Linked DNA regions of Zea mays: region 1 is linked to region 2. A link is a contact called in public Hi-C data. All regions are on one chromosome and are shown on one strand. The core of a region is the stretch at or near the end of the contact, and the rest is flanking DNA. Distances in the headings are between cores, read along the strand shown.

Region 1 (3,703 bases), core at 844-3,343, 170 kb after region 2:
TTGTCAAACAACGAAGCTGGCAAAGCACAAACTAGTGCGAAAGCATAAAACTCGAAGGGAGCTTCGATGGTAGAGAAAATAGGGGCAACTAGTAGGCAACAACAGCAAAATGTCGTGTCTAACTCCTGACGTTTTGTCCCATTTTATACAAAAAGGGGACAGAATCCAACAATCCATGTGTAGTTACCCACTACAAAGTGGCCCTTCAGCACAAAAACAAACTAATACTGCCAGGTGCTACTGTTGGGGGTCCTCTACTTCCGAAGTTCCTCAAAACACTTCAACATCAATGGTTTTCAAGTCTGTTTTAGGTAGGTGTGCAAGTGGTGTGGATAATTATTCGATCTGATCTAAATCCTAATTATACGGGTATGGTGTAGGAGTTATTATATCCATGCGGATATGGATAATCTGATCTACGTGCGGATGCGGAGTAGGGTATGATATCACCAAAATCTAACGAATATGGATTATCTGATATTTGAGAGCAGATTATCCGATGCTTAAAATAGGATAATATTCTATTAGTTTGTCAAGTGCAAGAGAGACAGAGAATCAGTCAACAATGACTAATTACTGGCCAAATAAAACTGAAATTTCTATACGGTGGAACAGGAAATGAAACACTATACACGACAGAAATCAATCGCCACCCCCAACCCAACAGGCAACAAGCCAACATAAATCAATCAGCGATAGGATCACACATCGTATTGTGTGTGACATAATGTAGTTTATTATTTACCTACTTAGTTATTTATTATAGCTATATTCAAGTTATTTTGTCAATTATTAATCTTTAGTTTATGAACTATTGATCGCTATAAAATATAGATGTATACATATATTATGCAACCTTTGAAAACCGCTTCCACCACGCTTCCGCTCTGACTCTGCGCCATTTTCGACATCCTAAAATATCCATATCCGCAACCATATAATATTCGCTCCGATCCAATCCGTTTGCACCCCTAGTTTCAGGTCTATCAAAGCAGTGAAGCTAGCCTTCGCCTGAAAGCCTTCGGTTAAACAGTGTGCACATGACGGTGAAGCTAGGAATCTTCGGCCTCGTGCTTTAAGCATGCAACTGCAACGAAACGAGGGAGAAAACCTGAAGACTTGGTCAGCACGTCTGTGAAGGAAAAGACCATGGTGCCCCTAAAGGATCATGTAGTCTCCATGTATAGAATTGGAGTAGGATTTGAGGACATGTTTGTAATTTTATACGAAATTGTACTCTGACTTACAATTATAAATAGAGAAACAATGACATCCAAACAGACACCTTTTCCTGAGGAGGATATCTGAACTGCTTAACCTCAGAAGTTGTGTATATTTTACCTTCGTATCACCATTCGAATGTATTCCTATAATTATTTATAATCAAGAAGAAATAACAAAGGATACATATCAGTCATGGTTTCCCTTCAGCATTTCTATTTCATTATACAAAGGTCCTTCAATTATGATAGTCTTCTCCCTTTGATCTATCCATTATATAGATCGAAGAAATGAATATCTCTCGTTTCTAATTGTGTTGCCCCATTTTGATTTCTTTGAAGCTATCTGTGGCAGCTTACTCATCCACATACCGATATTCAAACTCCACTCTACGAACAGTACAGTCTACAATGCATAACAGTACTTTTAGGTAAACTGCTGTAGACGGCCTTAGGAATCAAAACATGTGACCAACGCAACCGCCAAGAACGTGCCCTTCTCTGTCGCGATGCTCTTCTTCGGCAGGCCCAGTGCCATGAGGCGCTCACCTACGTGACACCCATGGTCGAGCACTCGAGTGTCGCCGTCACACTGGTAAGGTTTCGCTAGCATTTCGACGCGGAGAGAGAAGACGACGATGCAGTGGTTGACGCTTTCAAGTCCAAGAAGGTCAGCATGTTGAAGGATGGATCGGTGCACTTCGAGGAGCGGCAAGGGTACACCAAGGAGGTGTTTGAGACCATCAACATGTTATCTAAGGTCAACGTGCTCGTGGTGGGGCGAATGACGCCAACGACGCCACTGGTGGAGAATCCCGACGAGCTAGGCCTTGTGGGTAGCTAGCTACCCGACGTCGCTGGCGAGGCTATCGGCTCAATGGCTGAGAGATGGAGGGCAAAAGGGACATTTTCCAAAGCATTCCACGCTGGCAAGGACACATAGTGGGCATGCGTGGCCAGCCATGTAGGTAAAATGACAAAAATGTAGAATGTTTCAAAAAATAATGGTAACTGTTATGGACATTATAAAAGTATCTTTTAGAGAGTTATCATCAAATAGTTCTTTTAGAGAGTTATCATCAAATAGTTAAATTTTCCCTAGCCTAGAGCTAGCAAGAAACGTCCTTGAGCTGGCGGCTGCTTCTCCAGATTGGACGAGCGACTAGCCTGCATATCTGGCCTTGAGCTAACCGGAATCGCCCCTCGAGCTGGTGCCTGCTTCTACATACCCTGTCACGACTCACGATAAACTTTTTCATGGTATTCCTTCCTTTCAAATTAAAATTCATTTTATGTTTTTAATGGATTCATACAATACTTGATGTATATGTTTTATATATGTCTAGATTTATATCATCTATTTGATTATAGACATAAATACTAAGAGCTAAAACAAATACTAATTTGAGACGGAGGGAGTATTATTTTTATTCACTAATTCTAGCTTCACACACTATAGCAAAAACAATTTGGTACCTTACCAAACAGGGCCCCTGCTACTCTCCCTTTCTTCATTACTACAGGGACCAGTATGTCCCTGTCCAAGAGCAAAAAATTATATGGAGTCAACATCGTTTGTAAGTATAACAAAGCCATTGGAAACATAAAGTTTGGCATAAAAACACTTTACTAAACTCGCATGTACAACGATGTTATCCAAAATCTCCCAAATATCGGATTATCCAAAATTGACGGTGAAGATTGCATTGAGTGATGCTTTGCCAAATGCTACAGAATTGATATCCATTTAACCATTTCTAGATAAAATTCATTTAGCCAATGGAGTCAAGACATCCATGCGATAATGCTAGTAAAAAATGCAACTTTTAGGACTTGTTTGGGAGCCATGGAATGCAGGGTTTTAGCCCATCCAATCAATTTCATTCCCATTGCTCCCAAACTTTGTTTTTCTGTGAGTACTACCTCCGTTATCGAATATTTGCCGTCCGCTAGTTCATTTTTTAACTAAAACACGGCAAATGAAAAAGAAAGGAGTGAGCACAAGTTTACTTACACTGCACACGGAAAGATATATATATACAACGTTACATGACACAAAATAAGGGTGCATATGCCAATGAATAGAGCGAGCAAGAAATCGGAAACAAGGAAATAAGAAAAACACTATATAACTAAATATAGAAATGAATAAAAATATCTACCGTAGCTTGCCTACCTGTCCTTCCCAATACTTGTTTTGCGATCAACATTTTCCTAAACAAGTTGTTAGAAGAGTTCTTCTGAGTTGAATTTTTTCCAGGCTTCCTGTTTGCATCAGAGACATGTAAGCAAAGGTCTCACAGAATAAAACCATTGCTTATAAGTCGTGAGATATTTTATGACACTATGAATGTCAATCATGAAAAGGTTTTCGTAGTGTAAAAACTAACAATGAATTAGAAGCGCAGCAGCAGCAATGAGCTTTTGTAGCTGAAATGTAGGAAAAACTGGCTAGAATGACATTGAGTAGCCATACCTTCAGA
Region 2 (3,245 bases), core at 432-2,931:
CATCTTTTAATTTTTATTAAGAAAACCTATATTTGAAGCAACTATACTAAACATTATTAACTTTAAATTTTGAAAGTATGAAAACTATTGCAAAAGTTGTTTTAAAATATGCAGTACAATATTATGAAGCTAACAAAACAAAACAAATTTATTTGGACTTAAAATACACATTTTATATTATAAATACCTATGCAAGGACCTATTTGCAATAAAATATAGATTCCAAGGGGCTAGGAACAAAGAAAACAAGGACTCGAGGGTTTTACTTCAAAAATCTGAGGGCTTCGGTGCAAGAACACAAGCTTTGGACAATGAGTTCCAATACCGAAAGCGGTAGGGGCCTAAACATAATAAAAAGGACATATACGAAAGGGTTTTTGAACTGTGATGGATAGGCAAGTAAAAAGAATAAAGTGCATGGGCCAAATTGCTAAATGGTCATCTTCAACTTCAATTCCATGGTGGTTTTGGCTTCGACAGCTTTGGGCTGGGCTCGACGAGACAAGATCGAGATAGGGGAGGTGTGTAACGACAAGAGAAGGCTCTAGAGAACTTGGGCGTGGCCTCAGCATCGTTGGCAAAGCTTCGGAATGACCTGTCCGTGGCAAGTGATGGCTGCACGTTGGTGCATGAGAGCAGAGCGAAGGAGGGTGCATGAGTGAGAATGCTGGCACATGGAAGCAACTGGGGGCTTAGGCAGTTTATATAGGGCCATGAGGGGTAGCGGAGGAGGCATGAGCCATGCTCGATTGCTCGCCGGAGTTAATGGCTAGTGGGGGAGAGGGAATGGTGGTGGCGCTTAATGCTCGATGGAGAAGGAGAGAAACGGGCGTGGAAGTGGACTCTCCACTGAGTCAAGGCGAGCACAAATGCGGGCAATTACTGAATGCGTGGAGGCAAGTGGACGTGGGGGCACGGGCGCACGACGACTTGAGGAAGAAGAAAGCTCTCACAGGTGGGCCCTACTTGTAAGCAAGGACACAAGGGAATGGGTTGTGGGGGAGTGGGCCGAAATGCGGGTTAGTGGGCTGGGGCAGGCTAAATTGGTTTTTTTCCTTCTCTTTCCAAACCTTATTCTTTTATAAATCCAAATGTTATAAACATTATAAAAATCAAAATAAATTCAAGAATTCTATTAACTTAATAAAATACTTATTGTTCAAAATAGACTATTTTAAGAATATCCTATTATTTAATAAAAGGGTTTTACATAAAGAAATAAAAATCAATAAAACTAAGAATTTTGAAAAACTTTCAACCAAAAATTATGCACTAATATGAATGCAACAAACATTTGATTTTTTTTTATCTCTTTCAAAAGTTATATATCTTATTTATATCATCATTTTCATCCTTTGAAAACAATATTATTTTCCTCCCTAATGACTTCAGTAAACTAAAGTTGAATTTTGGGTGTTATACTTGGTTTGTGAAGCAAAAATATATACTCTCGATACTATAGAATGCGGCGCTAACATTGTAGTTTAAAGGTTCGAGAGGTCAAAACATTTTTTTAAATGGCAAAATTAAAAAATTCGGTCCTTTGCGTAGCCTAGTGAGTTTCTTTTTTAATCCGAACGGGCTTGGAAGACTGGAAACCGTGTGCCGTCAGGTGCTGGTGACGCCAGGGTGTGGCCACCGGATGTGACTGCTATGTCAGCCATTTCTGGCAGCGTCTCGGGAAACCTGCCTTCGACTCTGGTTTCTTTGACTGTACTGGCCCCGTGCTGCGTGGAGATCTGGAGTCCGCGGTCCGCCTCCGCGCCGCAGTTTTCTTGCGTGAAGACTGAAGACTGTTCCGTTTCCTCGTTCAGTTTGTTAAGAACCCTTTGCTGCCAAGTATAGTCCAAAGACTACTTAACTCATAAACACAGGAGACACAAAAATATAGGAGTTATTGATATTCTTATTTATGTATTCTGTTCAATAGTTACAACAAATAGTAGTGTCCTCCTCTATATATAGTGCAAAGTTAGGATTTTATTTAGATGGGCCACATGGGCCTTCGGGGCCCAAACTGGTTTCTTAATACTCCCCCTTGGCTCTCTTGCCGCGAGATACACATGTCCCAAAACTCCACAAAAACCCAGTGGGAAAAAATTTGGAGAAAGAGTACATGGCTCACGCTTGCTGTGTTGCATGATTTGTCTCATTAAAAACCTTATGTGAGAAACTTCTATTGAAAACTCACATAAGGGGAAAAGAGTACAAATCACCTTTTCTTCATTTAATCTTAAGACTATAATTAGGTATTTGAACTTCATGCTCAAGATTCAATTTAGGAGTATGCAATTTTCTCCCCCTGAGAACTACACTTTTAAGTCTTTTATAATTGCTTCAAGTCCATCCTTTCAATGATGGATGCAATGCTTAAATGGAGATCTACAAGATCTTCTTGTGCCTTATTATGTAAGACTCTAACGTGGTTCAACATATGCCTTCTTGATCATATATTAATGGGATTTTTATACATAACACATATCCCATCATTACTTATGCAACACAAGCTTCTTTATTTCATAAGTTGGTAGTGGGATTCCTTAATCCACATTACTTATATCGTGGAGTGTTTCTTATTCAAAGTATACATCTTCACAAAATCTTTATGCTAGACTTTGGTTCCCACATGAGTTTGTCATTGTTGACACAAAGGTCCACTTTCTGACTTCAATATGACTTTAATTTACAACAAAGGGATTCATATTCATATTTAGGTACATGTCTTGATCTTCAATGCAAAATTTCTTAGCCTTTGGATATATTGGAGTATATTCATGATTCATATACATGGTATTTATTTATACTTAATGCCATTACCGATCAAACACAATGACACATTGAGTGTCTACCTTTGGTGTATCGACATAGTATTTCCTCCCCCTCATCCTTAGGTTCTTATAGATCTAGATTCACAAATGACCGACCAATTAATAGTATTTTCATAATGCACTTTTCTATATTGAGAACCTTTTCAGTATGATAAGGTATAGGTTTCAAATATTCATTCAAGCATGCCTCAAGCTATATGCTTAAGTTGTGGCATGCTCATACTTCGAGTATGTTTGCATTCTTGCAAGATTCTTTCAATACTTGTGGTAACTTTTCGAAGTTACACTATGCTTAATTTTATTTGCCTTTCTTAGGTTATGGTCAATGACACTTCCATGTGCCTATAAATATATAAAGTCCAAATCAAGATCTTTTCTTTATTTAATCACCCTCTTATTCAACTTCAAGTTGATTTC

What was found. A called contact is a pair of places that touch in the nucleus more often than the background predicts.
Region 1: a Hi-C map of endosperm shows a contact between it and region 2, with 3 times the contacts expected there. The contact joins two enhancer-like sites. A contact is called at or near these places in 3 of 25 Hi-C or Micro-C datasets (endosperm, leaf and tassel).

The regions. Positions count from the first base shown.
Region 1 is chr3:66,752,913-66,756,615 of Zm-B73-REFERENCE-NAM-5.0, forward strand. It overlaps LOC103650168 (auxilin-related protein 1), which reads right to left. Exons shown (of 9, transcript XR_004857154.1): 8 at 3,397-3,485. Among protein-coding and RNA genes, the nearest start is that of LOC103650168, 33 kb to the right of the region's middle. Within about 2 kb of position 2,094, at least 12 of the 20 cell types and tissues checked have an H3K27ac peak or open chromatin away from gene starts, as enhancers often do. A contact at or near this core is called in endosperm and leaf, where this site is marked.
Region 2 is chr3:66,588,175-66,591,419 of Zm-B73-REFERENCE-NAM-5.0, forward strand. No RefSeq gene overlaps it. Among protein-coding and RNA genes, the nearest start is that of LOC103650165, 18 kb to the left of the region's middle. Within about 2 kb of position 1,682, at least 13 of the 20 cell types and tissues checked have an H3K27ac peak or open chromatin away from gene starts, as enhancers often do. A contact at or near this core is called in endosperm and leaf, where this site is marked.